Regions from separate parts of the Sus scrofa genome. Here all the other regions are linked to region 2. A link is a contact called in public HiChIP or PLAC-seq data. All regions are on one chromosome and are shown on one strand. Each heading gives the region's core, a stretch centred on a gene start, on an enhancer-like site or on the middle of the called end of the contact. The rest is flanking DNA. Distances are from core to core; before and after follow the strand shown. Region 1 holds the start of PQLC2 (PQ loop repeat containing 2). Region 2 holds the start of MINOS1 (MICOS complex subunit MIC10). Region 3 overlaps CAPZB (capping actin protein of muscle Z-line beta subunit).

Region 1 (2,700 bases), core at 65-2,564, 250 kb before region 2:
AGGGTGGCTTAGTCACATTCCCTCCTGCAGGCCCCTAAGAAGCCTGGCACAGGGCTATAGGAGTGGTTACCCACTCCCTCCCCACTCCCTACGTTTTACCCCGACATCCCTGCTCCCCCAATCCAGCCTAGGGCAGGACTGCAGCTCTCCCTGAGAGGGCCAAGGAGAACTGTCAACTGAACCGAGCAAAGTCTAGGAACAGATCAAAGACTGGGAGAAGAAAAGTTGCTCGGGGAGCGCCTAGGCGGGGAAAGAAGGGCAGGAGAGGCTAAGAAGAGCGCTTAGACACAGGTTATAGGCACCTGGCAGGGCTGGAGGTGAGTATGGAATAGTTCTGGAGACGAGGGCGGCAGAAAGGTGCACAAAGAAAGCAGCGCGGGTAGGAAGCGAAGAACTTGATCAGGTTGAGGGTAACACACCTGGGGGTTACAGAGGTGCAGCCTCCAGGGGAAGGTGAAGAGAAGGGGAAGGTGGTCAGGACAAAGCGCTGCTCAGCTATCCAAGCCTGGATGTGCAGGGGGCTTGCGGAGCGGTGGGTGGGGGGGGGTGTCACAGAGCTGTTGGGTGGCCAAGGGAGGTCGGCGCCCCGGAAGCGGGGACGAAAACTGCCGGTCCTGACCACGGCCCGTGAGCTTACTGGGGTTGGGTTAGCGTCCTGCTGTTGCAGGGTCTGAATTGCAGGGTTCAGTGGGGAGGACCAGGGGTGGGGGCGCAGGCGCCAGGAGTTACCTCTGCAGTCGCCGCCGCCCAGCCCGAGCCCCAGGCCGCCCAGGATGCTCTCGGACTGGCCGTCGCTGTACATGAAGGCAGTGTCCAGCTCAGTGTAGCCGCGCTGCAGGAAGGCACGCACGGCCGCGGCGCTGGCGGGCGCGTCCATGCGGCGCCCCATCTCCATGGTGCCCAGAACTGTGGCGGGTCGGGCTGGGGAGCCCGAGGTGGCCCGCAGGGGCCGGGACATGACGGCTGCGCTAGCGGCGGGGCGAGCCTCGGATTGTCTGGGGCGACGCGAGCTGCGGACGGCAGCACGAGCCACGGCTCGAGACACGGCGTTCAGCATGAGATCGGCGCCTGCGCGCTGGGGTGCCTCGAGCCCCGCCTACCCACGGCGGGGGAGGAGCCCCGGGAGCCTTAAGGGAGCAAGGACAAGCGCCGCTGCGCCCCCCCACGCACGCTCGGCTAGCGCGCCACTCCTCCAGGGACCGTCCACAAAGTGCGCGGCTCCAGAGGCGGAGCCGCTCAGCTCCCAGGCGGGGAGGCGGGAGGAGGGAGGCGGGGGCCGGCGCGGGGCGGCGCTTCTGGTCAGCCGACCCAGGCAGGAGAGGCAGAACCCAGGAGCCGGGCGGCGGGGAGGATCTAGACGCGGTAAGCCGAATTTGAGGCTGGGGCCGTGGGTCAGAACTCCGGGCCTTCCCTGCCACATCTTTCTAACACCCTCTTCCGGCCCCTGGACGGTTCTGGGGTCCCCGTTCCCCCTTTGGGGCGCAAGATTCTGGAGCGAGGCTCTGGGCGAGATTGGGAGGCCCTGGGCGGCCCAGGTCCCCCTCTCAGGGGCGACCAGCATAACCTCTGGGACCGACCTGGCCAGGGGTGGGGTATGGGTTCCCTTTTCACTTCCTAATCCCGGCCGACGGGCCCCTTCGCTCCTGATGGCTTTGTTTTCCCCAGGGCATGCCGGAGGAGGGGGCCTCGCGGCAAATGAGCGCTGACCACAGCGGCTGCCCTGTCATTATCCCCGCCAAACAGGTGGCCCGTGCTGGGCTGAGTCACTAGGAGGGTGTTGTGACCGAGCACCTGGAGGGCTGGAGTGGGTGGTAGCTCCAAACCGGGACGATTGTCCCCTCCCACTCCACGCCTAGGATAGGTCTCCAAACGTGTGCGTGGCGAGTCCACCGTTTGGAAGTGTGCGGACGGGTGCATTCTTATCTATTCAGTGTTTATTGAAGCCTGCGGTTTGCCAGGGGGCGGGGGGGAGGGGGAGGAAGAGCTCCGGCCAGAACAGAATAAAAGCCATCCCAGGTTATCCCACTGAGTGCTTGACCTGTGCTCAGGCACCCTTCTCATCGCTCGGCCTGGATTATCTAAACTCTGCGGTTAACCTGCCTCATTGCCCCCTTTTTACGGATTGAGAGTCTGTGGCTCAGTCACCAGCTCAGGAGTTCTAGGAGTAGGCATCCGGCAGGCCAGTTCCAGAGTGCTTTCTTCTTAACCCTAGGCCATCCATGCTCACAGTGGTCCTTCTTGTCTCCCTCCCTCCCTCTCTCCCTCTCTGTTTCTGAGCCTTTCCTGCCTAGCTGATGAGTCTAGGCCCTAAGAAGAAGCTTATGGAACGGAGAGGAGTGAGCAGCGGTGGCTGAGGAATGTGAAGATCATTCTTCAGGTGTGGGAACGAGGGTAGGGGAAGAGGTGACAGGAGCTGTAAGGTGACAGCTCCTGTAAGGCCCCGTCCAAGAGGGCAATTTAGAAATGGGTCTTAATATCTTTTTACCATGCCCTCCAGGGGGAGAGGACATGCCTGGGGGAAGAGGCAGCTGGAACAGAAGTCTGGAGGTCTGGGAATGACTGTCTGAAGATCTGGAGGGAGGAGGCAGGAGACGAGGTGGGGAGGGCAGTTCTGGGAGTACCCTTGGGCTCAGTCTCAAGGAATTTGGACTTACCTGGTAGGTAAAGATGGCTACTCAAGCAGCTTTGGTAGGGAGTATC
Region 2 (2,700 bases), core at 163-2,662:
GATCCCTGGCCTGGGAATTTCCTTATGCTGTGGGCGTAGCCAAAAAAAAAAAAAAAAAAAAAAAAGCTGTTATTGAATTGAGAGTCCAATATATACTAGGCTCTATGCTAGTCATCAGGGATATAGAAATGACATAGCCTCCATTCTCAAGGAGATCACAGTCACATCCAAGAGACACACAAACAACTGCAATACAATCTGATTTATAGCTCAGCTAGGAGTTGGATGAAGGGGGGTGGGGTAAGGGACAAAGTCTTCCTGAAAGAAGAGGCTCTAACACAGCAAGGATTAGTATAGCAGCTCTGCTGTTTAAGATGTCAGGAATAAATGAGTAAGTAAATGAATTCAATTCAGTTTAACAAATATTTCACAGAAGATCCTACTGTCCAAGGCACTGTGCTCTGAACTGGGTATGTGCAGATGAAGAAGGGGCAGCTCAGGCCTTTAGTGACCTCCTCGTTTTACAGGCAGATACAAATATCCATAAAAAGATGTCTCAATACAACATAGAAAATCCTATGGGGTAGTTGAGCACCTCTGACAGTAAGAAGATGGAGGTGAGCTCCCAGCTCTATTAGTGGATGAAGGAGAGGCTCTATGTTCTATTATTACAGGCTTCCTAGAATGAACTCACTGAAGCTTGGATATAACCAGTAGATGAATGGGAGTCACTGACAGCTTCAAATCAGAGGCGTAATATGGTCAAATTTGCATTTGTTGATATGCGGGAGAATGCAAACGGGAAGAGAAAACTACAGTCAAAGATACTAGCAAACAGGCTGCATTATGAATAGGAAGATTTAGGTAGATGCGTGATCTGGAAATAGAATTTGACAATGTTTGCAGTTACTCAGGGAGAGTAATTATAGAGGATTGATGGAACCCAGAGAACTGACACACTCATCAGCTGGCAGAGAAAAAGCAGCCCTGGAAGGACCTCTAAAAAGGCGAGAAGTCAGAGGAGAATTAGCAAAGACTGGTATTCTGGGGGGTCAAAAGAATAAAGAGAAGTCGAAGACAAGCCAGGATGAAGCACGCAAGAACAGCTGTGTCCAAGGCTGTACAGAGGTCAAAACGCGTCCATGTGATTTGGCAATAGATGACATTTGCCAGAGCAATACCTGTGTTAGTGGGGAAGGCGGGAGTTCCACTGCAATAAGTGAGTAAATGACGGCGTAGAAAAAGTCAAGATGAGTAAGTAAATGAATGAATCCAACGCTGTGCCCTCACTTGCCCTGGGAACGTCCAAGGCCAACAATGGGAGCTGGTGTGTTGGAAGGGCCTTCCAGACAAGGGTCTGGATGTCGCCTAGGCAACCTGCTTCGCAACCCTTAGGTAGGCGCGGCTCCAAGGTCAGGGTCACCTCAGGCCTCCCAGCAACCCGTCACCTTGACTACCAACTGAAAAAAAAGCCGGAAAGTACGGAAGCAGTCAGAGCATCTCGCGATATCTGGCCCGCCGGCATCCGCCTTCCGGGCCTGGAAACGGCGGCCGGCTCTCGCGAGATTTGCCTTGGGTCTGAGCGCGGGGCCCGACCGTCCGGAAAGCTGGAGCTGCGGGTGGGGAACATGTCGGATTCAGAGCTCGGCAGGAAGTGGGACCGGTGCTTGGCGGATGCGGTCGTGAAGATAGGTAAGGGGTTCCTCGTCTCCGGTAGCCAAGCAGCCGGCCAAAGGCTCCGCTGACCCGGAGGGTGGAGGGGAAACCCCAAGAGAGGTCAGGCCGTCCGGCCTATTCTAGCCCCTCAGGTCAGGGCGAGCTGCCCAAGCCCGGGCGGGAGGTCACTCGGGCGGCGGGGGACGCGAGCCCGAGGAGCCTGGGCCGCCGCCCGAAGCGGGAGGGTTGGGGTTGCAGTCCCGAGGGAGTGGGGGTCAGATTGGCAGGTGGCAGGAGAATTGCGGAGCACTGCGAGTTAAGACGGTATGTGGGACACAACCTTGAGCCAGTGGCTGGAAATTCTCCTCCCTGGTGTCACATCTCTCGCACCGGGCGTGCAGCCTGGTCAGGAGGCCACATTCCGGCCCAACTGAATCAAAAGTCGGAAGCATTTTAGAGATACTGCCAAGCCCTAACGTGAGTTGCTGTCATTTCCGATTTATAACCTGATTTATTGGCATCAGAGTAGTTTGGGGCCTGAAATCGGAGACTTAGTGACGGTGATCTGAAATGAGAATTACCTTGAAAGTAAGAGATTGGTCACTTTCCAGTCCTTCGTATGACTCGGGTAGCCTTTTAACACGTGCTCAGTGACGACACAAATTATGAAGTCATTGCATGGAGGGCAGGAGGAAAGAAGGAAAGAAACTCATTTGCTAAGTGCCAGACTGTGCTGGGTGTGCAGCTTAACTCATTATACAGGTCGTGAAAGTGAGAGTCAGCTGAAGGGCTTTGCCCAGGGACTAATCAATGGCAAAGTTGGGAATTTAACCCAGGCTTCCTGGCTTCAAATTCCATGCTCTTTCTTAGATACTGATTTTTATTATTTAAATTTGATATTCTTGTATGGAAATCCTAAGAGTATTTAAGAGAATTTGGAGTTCCTGTCGTGGCTCAGTGGTTAACGAACCTGACTAGTATTTATGAGGACCCCTGTTCGATCCCTGGCCTTGCTCAGTGGGTTAAGGATTCGGCATTGCCTGAGCTGTGATGTAGGTCACAGAGGCTGCTCGGTTCCTGCGTTGCTGTGGCTGTGGTGTAGGC
Region 3 (2,784 bases), core at 148-2,647, 160 kb before region 2:
ATTTCAAATAATTTCTGGCCACAGCCATGGGTGGGGGCTCCCCTGGAAGCCCCATTTCCTCTTTCTAAGCAATCATGTCATTTCTAATTTAGAAGAGCTGCCCAGCTGCCACCTTGACATAAATCACCATTAGGTGGCGGAGTCCTCGCTTCAACAACACGCTGGGGTCGCAAAAGGCCACCTCCCTCTGGAGAGGAGCCCTGGGTGGGGAACAGAGGGCCGCCAGCACCTCGAGTCCCGGGTCCACTGTCTCACTCCGCCTGGCTCTAGCCACTGCAGCTGCAGTCCATTCAAAGAGCAAAACGCCTGCATGAAAAGGCTCACCACAACTTTCCAAGGAATGGAGTTCATTAAAATCCTGCCGGAGGCCCTTGGCTGAAATGCTTTTTCCCCTTGTAAAACGGGAACTGCAGCACCGTCTCCTATAGGAAAGCTCGGGATAAGCTCAGAAACATCAGTACGACAGACCGTGCAGGGATCCCTGCATAATTACCGATTATTCCATCCATTCCTCTAGGCCGGCTCAAGACACCCTTCGGCCTAGGGCCCCAAAACCAACCCAAGAGTGGAGGCCGAGGGTCCCCACCTCTAACAGAAACCCACAGGGAACTGGCCCAGGTCCCAGCGAACCAATGGGGTCCAGCACAGGCACCCCCGCGCCAGGCGGGGCAACAGAGCCCCCTGCCCTCAGCTCCAGAGGGCTGTCAGCAGGGAAACTAGATGCTGTGAGGAGGCCCCATCCCAAACCCAGCTGAGCATCTCCAGACAAGGACCCAGAGCACCAGCGGGGCGGGGGGGGGGGGCTCCTTCCCGGGGCAGCAGCTTGACTTAAGGCTGAAGGTGCAGAAAGCATGGTTTTTATGTTAAAACATCTTGCATGTGGGCACGCTGTGAAGTGCAAGGCAACATTCTGCAAAGACAAAACATAAAATTTCCACTAGAGGCAGGCACTTTTCGCTTTGCTCTCAAAACTCCAAAGATACGTATTTGCTCTCCTCAGGAATACTTTGGGAAAAGAATCTGAGAAACACTAAGAGGCCGGGTGAAGGGCGGCCAGCAAGGAGGCAGGAGACAGCTAAACCGCCACTTCGACTCAAAAGTAAAGACAAATAACCAGGCCTGCTGTGATCTGGAAGAGAACAACAGTGTGCAGAGCTGGCACGGCCGAGCCTTCGTCTTCCTTGCCTGAGCTCCCCACTGAGCCCCAGCTCTGTGGAGTGAGGCCTCCGCTGTGCACCCCGGCATGGCCCCCAGGACGGTGTCTGGCACACAGCAAGGGTAAACACTCAGAGGAAGAGTAACTCAGGTTTGCCAGTCTCGACAGTTGTCCTCAGAGCTGATGATGGTCTAGACCAAAGGGCTGAGAGAATCCAGCCCGGTCACTCTGGACACGGACCAAGCTGCAGGGTCCCTGCATTTGCTTCCCGCAGGAGCCAAGGCTGCCTCCTCCCGGGCTGAGCGCTGGAGGTGCTCAGTAAATGCTGACGGAATCCACCAGCTTTTCACCTCCTCAGGCTAACGTCTCTTTAGAAAGAAGACACTGTAAAATTGTCTCTGAAATAAAGGAGGAAAACATGCTGGTCCGAGACGGTTTTAAATGGTGATGATAAAGGGAAAACAAGGCATGGTCCCTCCTGAACACAGACGAAGCAGATCGTTTCTGGCGATAAGGTCCCCAAGGACAGTGGCGACGTCTGGGTTCCAGGGCCAGCACACCTCATCCCCTGGGGACAGGCGTGAGTGTGATGCTTTACTCCACACAGCTATCCCCAGGGAAAGCACTGCCAGATTTCAGGGGTGCAACTATCGGAGACTGAAAACTCCCGATGCTTAGCAGAAATGACTGTCAAAACATTAGCCTTTATCTCAACCACGAAGGCGTGTGAGCTTGGCTCCACCAGCCACGTCACGGAGAGCAAGGCCTTGGCCTCGCAAGCCGGAGGTCTCCACGCGCTGGTTCAGGGCCCCAGCCAAGGAGCCTGTGCTCTCCAGCCTTCTCATCGGTCCGCGGCAACCTCCCTGCAGACCTCGCACTACCTACAGGTGGACAATTTCTGCCAGCTGTTCAAAGTATAGGTACTGCTGAGGCTGGCCCTTTCTATTTCTGGAGGGCAACGCTGGCTGCTAAAAAGAAATATGCTGAAATGAAAACCGATCAGGTTCTCAACTCCCTGGTCAGAGGGCCTCGGGATGGGTCTTCCACCGCTAACTCACAGGCCGGGTGCCACAGCCTGGTGTGCTCCCAGCTCTGAAGCCTCCCCCTCGCTTGAGTAAAGTTGGGGACACCCACCGAGTCTGACCTCAGGGTGACTCTAAGCAAAGGAAGGAGAAGAAATTTAAAGATGAAGTGATCGATGTTTGCAAGTGAAGTTTTTTCGGCCTGGTTAAACGGATTTAGGGCTATTTTTGGTTTGTTCTTAAAAAGGCAAAGGACGGATGGCCTGCTGGGTGCCAATCTGCAGAAACAAACTCCTTCCTCAGCTCAGGGCTCAAAATACACCTCAGCTGAGACGTTTCAGCTCTTGCTGCCAGTGTGTAGAGTAAAGCCATAGAAGGTCAATGTTTAGAAGCCAAGGGAGCATCTTAACATCACATGATTCTTGGCCCACATGGACCTGCAGGTATTTCTGAAACAGCTTAACAACGGATTTCAGCTGGCTTCACTCCAGTACAATGGGATTAATATGTAATAAAATGATGTCCTGGCCATCCGCAAAGGCAGATCATTCCCCGCCAATCAGAGCATGCGTCATAGTCGCAAGGCAGCAAGAGCTCTGATGGTGG

The links. HiChIP or PLAC-seq counts read pairs in DNA pulled down with a chosen protein or histone mark.
Region 1: an H3K27ac HiChIP or PLAC-seq map of alveolar macrophages shows a contact between it and region 2. The contact joins the promoter of PQLC2 here to the promoter of MINOS1 in region 2. A contact is called at or near these places in 2 of 5 promoter capture datasets (fetal liver and skeletal muscle) and 2 of 2 datasets of contacts at active chromatin or transcription factors (alveolar macrophages and skeletal muscle).
Region 3: an H3K27ac HiChIP or PLAC-seq map of skeletal muscle shows a contact between it and region 2. The contact joins the enhancer-like site here to the promoter of MINOS1 in region 2. A contact is called at or near these places in 1 of 5 promoter capture datasets (liver), 3 of 47 Hi-C or Micro-C datasets (alveolar macrophages, fetal skeletal muscle and liver) and 2 of 2 datasets of contacts at active chromatin or transcription factors (alveolar macrophages and skeletal muscle).

What each region holds. Positions count from the first base shown.
Region 1 is chr6:77,760,547-77,763,246 of Sscrofa11.1, forward strand. It overlaps PQLC2 (PQ loop repeat containing 2), which reads left to right and starts at 1,315. Exons shown (of 9, transcript NM_001243851.1): 1 at 1,315-1,362. AKR7A2 (aldo-keto reductase family 7 member A2) reads right to left here and starts at 1,063. Exons shown (of 7, transcript NM_001243822.1): 1 at 730-1,063. The coding sequence starts at 1,057.
Region 2 is chr6:78,010,074-78,012,773 of Sscrofa11.1, forward strand. It overlaps MINOS1 (MICOS complex subunit MIC10), which reads left to right and starts at 1,413. Exons shown (of 4, transcript XM_005656034.2): 1 at 1,413-1,632. The coding sequence starts at 1,569.
Region 3 is chr6:77,846,119-77,848,902 of Sscrofa11.1, forward strand. The region is part of intron 2 of CAPZB (capping actin protein of muscle Z-line beta subunit); the gene reads right to left. Among named protein-coding and RNA genes, the nearest start is that of CAPZB, 65 kb to the right of the region's middle. Within about 2 kb of position 1,398, at least 7 of the 83 cell types and tissues checked have an H3K27ac peak or open chromatin away from gene starts, as enhancers often do. A contact at or near this core is called in skeletal muscle, where this site is marked.